Regions from separate parts of the Mus musculus genome. Here region 1 is linked to region 2. The links are chromatin contacts, called in public promoter capture Hi-C maps. All regions are on one chromosome and are shown on one strand. The core of a region is the stretch at or near the end of the contact, and the rest is flanking DNA. Distances in the headings are between cores, read along the strand shown. Region 1 holds the start of Nxt2 (nuclear transport factor 2-like export factor 2). Region 2 holds the start of Irs4 (insulin receptor substrate 4).

What was found. Promoter capture Hi-C pulls out the DNA fragments that hold promoters and counts their contacts.
Region 1: a promoter capture Hi-C map of embryonic stem cells shows a contact between it and region 2, with 3 times the contacts expected there. The contact joins the promoter of Nxt2 here to the promoter of Irs4 in region 2. A contact is called at or near these places in 4 of 39 promoter capture datasets (cranial neural crest, embryonic stem cells, hippocampal neurons and 1 more), 2 of 484 Hi-C or Micro-C datasets (both in embryonic stem cells) and 1 of 115 datasets of contacts at active chromatin or transcription factors (embryonic stem cells).

Annotation. Positions count from the first base shown.
Region 1 is chrX:142,225,598-142,229,498 of GRCm38.p6, reverse strand. Nxt2 (nuclear transport factor 2-like export factor 2) reads right to left here and starts at 1,322. Exons shown (of 4, transcript NM_172782.4): 1 at 1,118-1,322. The coding sequence starts at 1,132.
Region 2 is chrX:141,722,845-141,726,582 of GRCm38.p6, reverse strand. Irs4 (insulin receptor substrate 4) reads left to right here and starts at 1,366. Exons shown (of 2, transcript NM_010572.2): 1 at 1,366-3,738. The coding sequence starts at 1,385. Gm15295 (a long non-coding RNA gene) reads right to left here and starts at 3,713. Exons shown (of 4, transcript XR_003953074.1): 1 at 3,641-3,713; 2 at 3,057-3,134; 3 at 1,135-2,777; 4 at 1-524.

The sequences.
Region 1 (3,901 bases), core at 73-2,572, 500 kb before region 2:
GATTATAATTCCACCAATCCCCCCTCAAGCACAAAATACACAAAAGAAGTTGTCAATTTATGCTCATCATTCTAAAGCTGCATTTGAATTCCACTCCTATGACATAAATTTGAGTATTAAGATTAAGGCACAAATTTCTGCTTGAAAATCTGCTGCTAGTTTTAGGTGTATGTCTTTAAAACACATTCATCTCCCATCTTTTCATTCGTCACATATGAATCTTGGTTCTTTGCTTGGCATGTATCTGTAACTCGGAGATGTGCAGAGGCAGGGACCCTAGGTGTGAAGTGTGGGCAATTATTGAGTAGGCTAGCAAAGCGCTTCATTTCAAGCGCTTATGACCAAGCTCAAAAGCTACTGCGATTAAAAAACAAACAAACAAACAAAAAAACCAAAAAAAAAAAAAACCTGTCAAAATAGAAGTGAACGTCTAAGCAGCCTCACGGAGACATTTTTCTTACGTTATATAACCACTCACTCGTGTCTGGAAGTGAATTGCAGAACCTAAGAAATGAAACCCCTCAGATCCATTCTCACCAGAGTATCCCTGATGAAGTAACCCTTTTGTGGAGGCAGTTCTAGTCTTTGAAATAAATAAAAACAATCGCCACCCTTTTTCAGGGATCCGGAGCTTTTGCTTGCTCTATCTATCTATCTATCTATCTATCTATCTATCTATCTATCTATCTATCTATCTATCTATCTATCTATCATCTATCTATCTATCTTTAAGCGCCAACGGAAAGAGGGCCACCTAAAGCCACCGGCCACAGAGCTGCATCCTCACACAGGCTGCTGGACTCCCACCAGCCGCTCCATCTCCGGAGCAGGGGGCGGGCGGAGGGCGCGAGCTCCGCCCCAGGGGCTGGCGGGCTGGAGCCTGATTCGCCACTCGCTCATGCTCGCGCCTCCTCCCTTCTCCCTCCCCTCCCCTCCCCCCTCCCCTCCCCTCCCCTCCCTTCCCCTCTCCCTCCCCTCCCCTCGGCTGCCCTCCCCTCCGCTGCCCTCCCCTCGGCTGCCCTCCCCTCCGCTGCCCTCCCCTCCCCTCCGCTGCCCGAGCCCTAGCTTGCTTGCTCCTCGGCCAAGCCGCGGGCGCCAGGAGGTGTCACGCACTCACCACTGCCAAGGCCATCAGGGGGCTGGAAATGGTCTGCTCCAGAGCTGGCCCCGGAGATGTCCGCACTTCCGCGCTCGTCTGGGTCCTTTGGCTGTGGAAGGATGAGATGTTTAGCAACAAAACGAACCTCGCCAATGGCACAGATTTCTCAACCCGCCCATTGTCCCCCGGAAGTAGCTCAGTCCGGTGTTAAAATCACCCCGATGTTCCAACTTTAAGCAGCGTTTCCCTTCAGTTCCGAGTGATCCCGCCCATCCGTTTTAAATTACTTGCAAACTGTTTATTTACCATAAGAGAAACAGATAAACGAAAAAACTAACCAACCTACACCATCCCCCCAAAACCCCAACAAAACAGAAGGGGAGGACCTTGCTTTTGTAAGCTTAATATGGAAAACAAATACATCTCAAGTTCCCAGCTACCTGTCCTGGCACAAGTTAATATTAAATATTCAATTTTGGGTGGGAACCTCTTCACACGAGGAGGCGGGGCCAAAATTTGAAGGCCAACGAGAAACGGGGGGGGGGGGAATCTATGTCCGTAGCCAATAGGAAAAGGGGGCAGAACTTATGGAAAGTAACACCAACCGCCAACTGCACGAGGGCTGAAAAATTTTAAAGTACAGGGGGTGCTGAAAACTGTTTAAAGTACGGCCAGTGGGGTTTAAAAACTGTTTAAAGTTCTAAAATGTTCTCCATTTTGAGCCTTGGCCACTAAGCTTCGCTGGGCTGCCTACAATTTCTCACGGTTTAATATACAAGCATTTCACGGATTCTCGCCACTCTGGGGGGATTATATAACAAGGACTACCCCCCTAAACCCTACGGTGTGTGTTTCCACAGCGTATTCAAGAACAGCAGGACAAGAAACAGTTTAGTAGTGATCACAAGCACGTTTCTAAACATTTTTACTCATACTCAATTATTTATGACAACTATAAGTTAAATATTATTTTCTTATCAGTCTATTTAAAAAAGTGATTAACCAGCGACTACCTAGGATTTAAGTACAAGTAATGTTTCACTACTCCACTGCCATTTTTTGTTTGTTTTTGTTTTTTGGTTTTTGTTTTGTTTTGTTTTGTTTTTTGTTTTTGTTTTTTTTCGAGACAGTGTTTCTCTGTATAGCCCTGGCTGTCCTGGAACTCACTCTGTAGACCAGGCTGGCCTCGAAGTCAGAAATCTGCCTGCCTCTGCCTCCTGAGTGCTGGGATTAAAGGCGTGCGCCACGACTGCCCGGCTCCCACGACCGCCCGGTTCCCACTGCCATTTTTTTTTTATTACGTATTTTCCTCAATTACATTTCCAATGCTATCCCAAAAGTCCCCCACTTCCCTACCCACCCATTCCCATTTTTAAATATCACTGCCATTTTTTAAAAAAACCAATGATTTCAAAGCGGCTACCGCCGGACTTCTAATTTTTGAATCAAAATATTTCTATAAACTTACTATTTGTAGTTGATTTGTGGCTCCACCCAGGAACTGCCCGAGTTTCCAAAATGTTGGTCCCCATTGGACCAGTTACTTCGAAATTTTTTCATATCTTTATCCTCCGTCAGCTCTCACTATCCCACTAACGGTTACCGCTCACTTCTCCAAAGCTGAGCAACTGAACGTCACTGCGCGTGCGCCTTAGTTACTTCACTTTTTTTTTTTTTTTTTTTTTTTTTTTTTTGTCGGCGATGATGCTCACTTCCTGTATTCTTTTTTTTTTTTTTTTCGGGACAGGGTTTCTCTGTATAGCCCTGGCTGACCTGGAACCCACTCTGTAGACCAGGCTGGCCTAGAAGTCAGAAATCCGCCTGCCTCTGCCTCCCGAGTGCTGGGATTAAAGGCATGTGCCACCAAGCCCGGCTTACTTCCTGTATTCTTATAATTCTTATAACTTCCGGCGCGGCTGCTCCCACAAGATGCCCCACTGTTCTTTATATGCTAATGAATCACAAGTCTGTATCTTCAGTTCTAGCTTTTTTATGGAGATGAATTATACATACTGAATTTGACTAATAGTGAAAATGAGAATGGTCTGCATGTTTCTCGGGTTTCTCAGAAACTCAAGTCCAAAATTTAAACTAATTTTATTCCAGTTTATTTCAATTCCATAATTTTCTCAATCAGTTATGTGTGGATCTTTGGATTTTTTTATTAATGTTTGGTTCTCCTCTTATTCTTTATTCTATCCACAAGTATTTATAATCATTTACTGTGATCCAGGCATTGTGCAAAGCTCTAGCTGCTAAGCAGTGAACTTAGTGGCCATAATACCACTGCAAAGCTTAATAACAAAAATGGCAAAAAATCAAGTATGTACTAATAAGGTTTAAAGGAATTCCACGTAATGAATTTTGAATATCTAGTTTTGGCCACTCTCTAAAACATTTTCTACCCCACCATCTCTCTCTGTCTTTGCCTTTCTAATCCCCTTCCCTGTTCCTTCTTCCCTCCTGCGCTCCTCCCCCTCACTCTTACCTCTCCTTTTTATATTTAATCACTCTCTCCCCACCACCATAGTTCTAATATTTTAAGCCTATCTTGATGTGTTTTTTTAATTTATTTTTTACAGAGTTCTCTCCAAAATTTAAGAAAATTTTAAGAAATTACGTTTCCTGATAAATTAACTACTGTTCATTGTTATATTGGTTTTGACTTTTCTTCAGTACAGGAAGGAATTTAATATAATTTCATTCAATTGTCACAAAACACAGAGAGGTAAATATTAATATTATCCATATTTTAAGAATTTGAGGGGCTGTAGAGATGGCTCAGCAGTTAAAAGCACTGAG
Region 2 (3,738 bases), core at 117-2,616:
TCTTTTTCATAAAGTTTCTCGGTCTCCTTCAAGGACAAAGAAAGTTACTATTTGTTAATTCCTTAAGGGTACAGTTCAAAGTACTGCCCTGGGATGTGGGGGGAATATCTTGACAGCTCAATATTGGTTTTCAGAAAAGAATCAAGTCCGGCTTTTTCCAACATGGCTGTATACTTCGCAGGCCCCCAAATTTGTACTTTTATAGTCGTCATCAATCAAATAGAAACATCACATCTAGCAAACCTGTGTTTTCGTGGACTAGAAATACACTCTGTGTACAGATAGCGTTAATTTTGAAGGCATCGCCGTAATTCCCGAGTCTTTGGAGTCCCTGGCTTTTGTCAGGGGTGGAGAGGGCGAGGAGGCGTGTGCAGCCTGGTGTGCAGCCTGGTGTGTAGCAGGTCTGAGGACCCAGGTCCTTGCCGCGTTTCCAGAGATAACTGACATTTTCTGCTAAGAAGCACAGCTCAAAGTGAGAGGCGGGTGGAACTAGAGCAAACTGCGATCGGAAGGGAAAATGTGAGCTGTAGGGAAAAAGAGAAAGGGCTCCTGGCAGAGGGGTCACCGCGGCTCTGGGATTTGCAGGAATTTATCACCACCATTAACAGCTATTTTCCGAGGGTTGTTTACAGCCTGATCCAGAGACAAGCAGATTGAGAAGCCCCTCTCTGGGACCCCAACCACGCCCCCTCATCCCCCAACTCCCCCTTCCACTAAACTAATGTATTCAGGGCCACCCCCTTGTTGGACCCTCCCATTGGCTCGTATCCTAACCAATCAGAGCCTTGCAGCGATTTCACCTGGTCCCCCGGCTTCCTAAATAAACAAACAAACCATCCGGTGCTCTGCCTGCCCCCTCCCCTCCCAACACCTCTATCCCCCTCCGGCCAAATGGGTGTGGGGCTGCGGCAACCCATCTTGTCACGATGGCTGGCCGCTGTGTCCTCCACCTCTCACGTCTACCCTCCACCCCATCCTTCTGGTACTCAGGACTAGGCTTGGTGTGGTTAGAGAGCCCCGCCTCCTCCCGTCGGTTTTGCCTTGAACCAAACGCCCTTAGATTCTCCCAAAGGGTCTCTGGCGCTTTGAAGATGGCCCTGCTTCCCTGGCTCCAGGTCCCCATCCCACGCACACCTTTACTGGTGGCCGCTTGCGCCCCTCCACCGCTGGGGTAGCTGCCTGTGGTGCGAGCTGCCGCGTGAGGCGACGGTCACGTGTTGTTTTGCCCACTGCCTTGAGCCCAGTGAAGTGGGCGGGGACGCGGGCCTAGGCGGGAGGGGTCTGGGGCGGGCAGACAGGGGGAGACTGCCTCTTCTCCCCCCAAAGCCCTCCCTTCTCGAGCCCCCCCTCCCCTCCGCTCACCTTAAAACCACGGTGCATCACCATGGCGAGTTGCTCCTTCTCTGGCCACCAAGCGCTTAGGAGACTGAGAGCCTCAGCAGCAGCAGCAGCCTCCGCAGCTCTAGCAGCAGTGGCGACCACCCCGCTCCTTTCCTCGGGAACCCGGACCGCACTCATTGGGACCGGGTCGTCCTGTCCGGGAGCCATGTGGCTCTCCACAGCCACTGGCTCCCGGTCAGACTCGGAATCCGAAGAGGAGGACCTCCCCGTCGGGGATGAAGTCTGCAAACGCGGCTACCTGAGGAAGCAGAAGCATGGGCATAGGCGTTACTTCGTGCTCAAACTCGAGACCGCAGACGCTCCAGCTCGACTCGAATACTACCGAAATGCCAGGAAGTTCCGGCACAGTGTCCGCGCCGCGGCGGCTGCAGCAGAGGCGGCCGCCTCCGGTGCTGCGGTCCCCGCGCTCATCCCACCACGGCGCGTGATCATCCTGTACCAATGCTTCTCCGTGAGCCAGCGCGCCGATGCCAGGTACCGACACCTCATTGCCCTTTTTACCCAGGACGAATACTTCGCGATGGTGGCCGAGAACGAGTCGGAACAAGAAAGCTGGTACTTGCTCCTCAGCCGCCTCATCCTCGAGAGCAAGCGCCGCCGCTGCGGCACGCTAGGCGCACTGCCGGACGGAGAGCCGGCAGCCCTGGCGGCCGCAGCGGCGGCGGAGCCACCCTTCTACAAAGATGTGTGGCAGGTAGTAGTGAAACCCAGGGGGCTGGGGCACAGAAAAGAGCTGAGCGGCGTGTTCCGGCTGTGTCTTACCGACGAAGAGGTAGTGTTTGTAAGGCTCAATACCGAAGTGGCCAGTGTGGTCGTCCAGCTGCTGAGCATTCGTCGCTGTGGGCACTCGGAGCAGTACTTCTTCTTGGAAGTCGGCAGATCCACTGTCATAGGTCCGGGGGAGCTGTGGATGCAAGTGGATGACTCCGTGGTGGCCCAAAATATGCATGAGCTGTTTCTGGAGAAGATGAGAGCCTTGTGCGCAGATGAATACAGAGCCCGATGCCGCAGCTACAGCATCAGTATTGGCGCCCACCTGTTAACCCTGCTGTCCACTAGGAGGCACCTGGGCTTGCTCCCGCTGGAGCCTGGTGGCTGGCTCAGAAGATACGGCTTGGAGCAGTTTTGCCGCCTCAGAGCTATCCGTGAGAGGGAAGAGATGCTATTCACCAGGCGCTTCATCTCACCCAGAGAGCCTCCGCCTCCCTTTAGGCGAGGAAGAGGGCACCTGCCCAGAGCCCGCAGGTCCAGGAGAGCCGCGTCAGTACCACCCAGCCTTTTCCGACGCTCAGCACCTAGCCCGGGAAGGATCCCACAGCCTGAAGATGTCCCCAACGACAGAGCCCGTGAAGCCTCCGGTTCCAGCTCTGGCAACACTGAAGAAAAAGACAAGGAGGGTGAGGAAGGAAACCGAGGTGATTGCATACCTATGAACAACTGGGGCTCAGGAAATGGCCGGGGCTCAGGAGGTGGACGGGGCTCAAGTGGCCAAGGTTCCAGTAGCCAGGGCTCAGGTGGGAGACAGGGATCTGGAGGTGGCCAGGGCTCAGGAGGCCAGGGTGCCGGAGGAAACCAGTGTTCAGGAAATGGCCAGGGCACAGCAGGTGGCCATGGCTCAGGTGGAGGTGGCCATGGCTCAGGCGGTGGCCAGAGACCTGGAGATGGTCATGGCTCAGGTGGTGGCAAGAACTCAGGAAGTGGGAAAAATTCTGACGATGGTGACCGTGGAAAATCTGTGAAGAAAAGATCCTACTTTGGTAAATTCACTCAAAGCAAGCAGCAGCAAACACTGCCTCCACCCCCACCGCCACCGCCAGCAGCTGGAGCAACTGGTGGCAAAGGGAAGTCTGGAGGAAGATTCCGACTTTATTTTTGCGCAGACAGAGGCACAAAAGAACGCAAAGAAGCCAAAGAGGTAAGAGATATGGAGACCTCAGGAGGTGCTACCCGGGGGCCTTACAGAGCCAGAGCTTTCGATGAAGATGAGGATGACCCGTATGTGCCAATGAGACCAGGGGTGGCTGCCCCTCTTGCGTGTTCCAGTGATTATATGCCAATGGCTCCTCAAAATTCCTCTGCTTCAACAAAACGCCACTCTAGGTCACCCTTTGAAGACTCCAGAGGGTACATGATGATGTTTCCCAGAGTGAGCCCCCCACCACCTGTGCCAAGTGCTCCGAAAGCACCGGACACCAATAAAGGGGATGACTCAAAGGACAATGACAGTGACAGTGATTACATGTTTATGGCTCCCGGAGCAGGTGCGATTCCTAAAAATCCTCCCAATGCGCAGGGAGGCTCTTCCTCCAAAAGCTGGAGCTCGTATTTCTCTCTGCC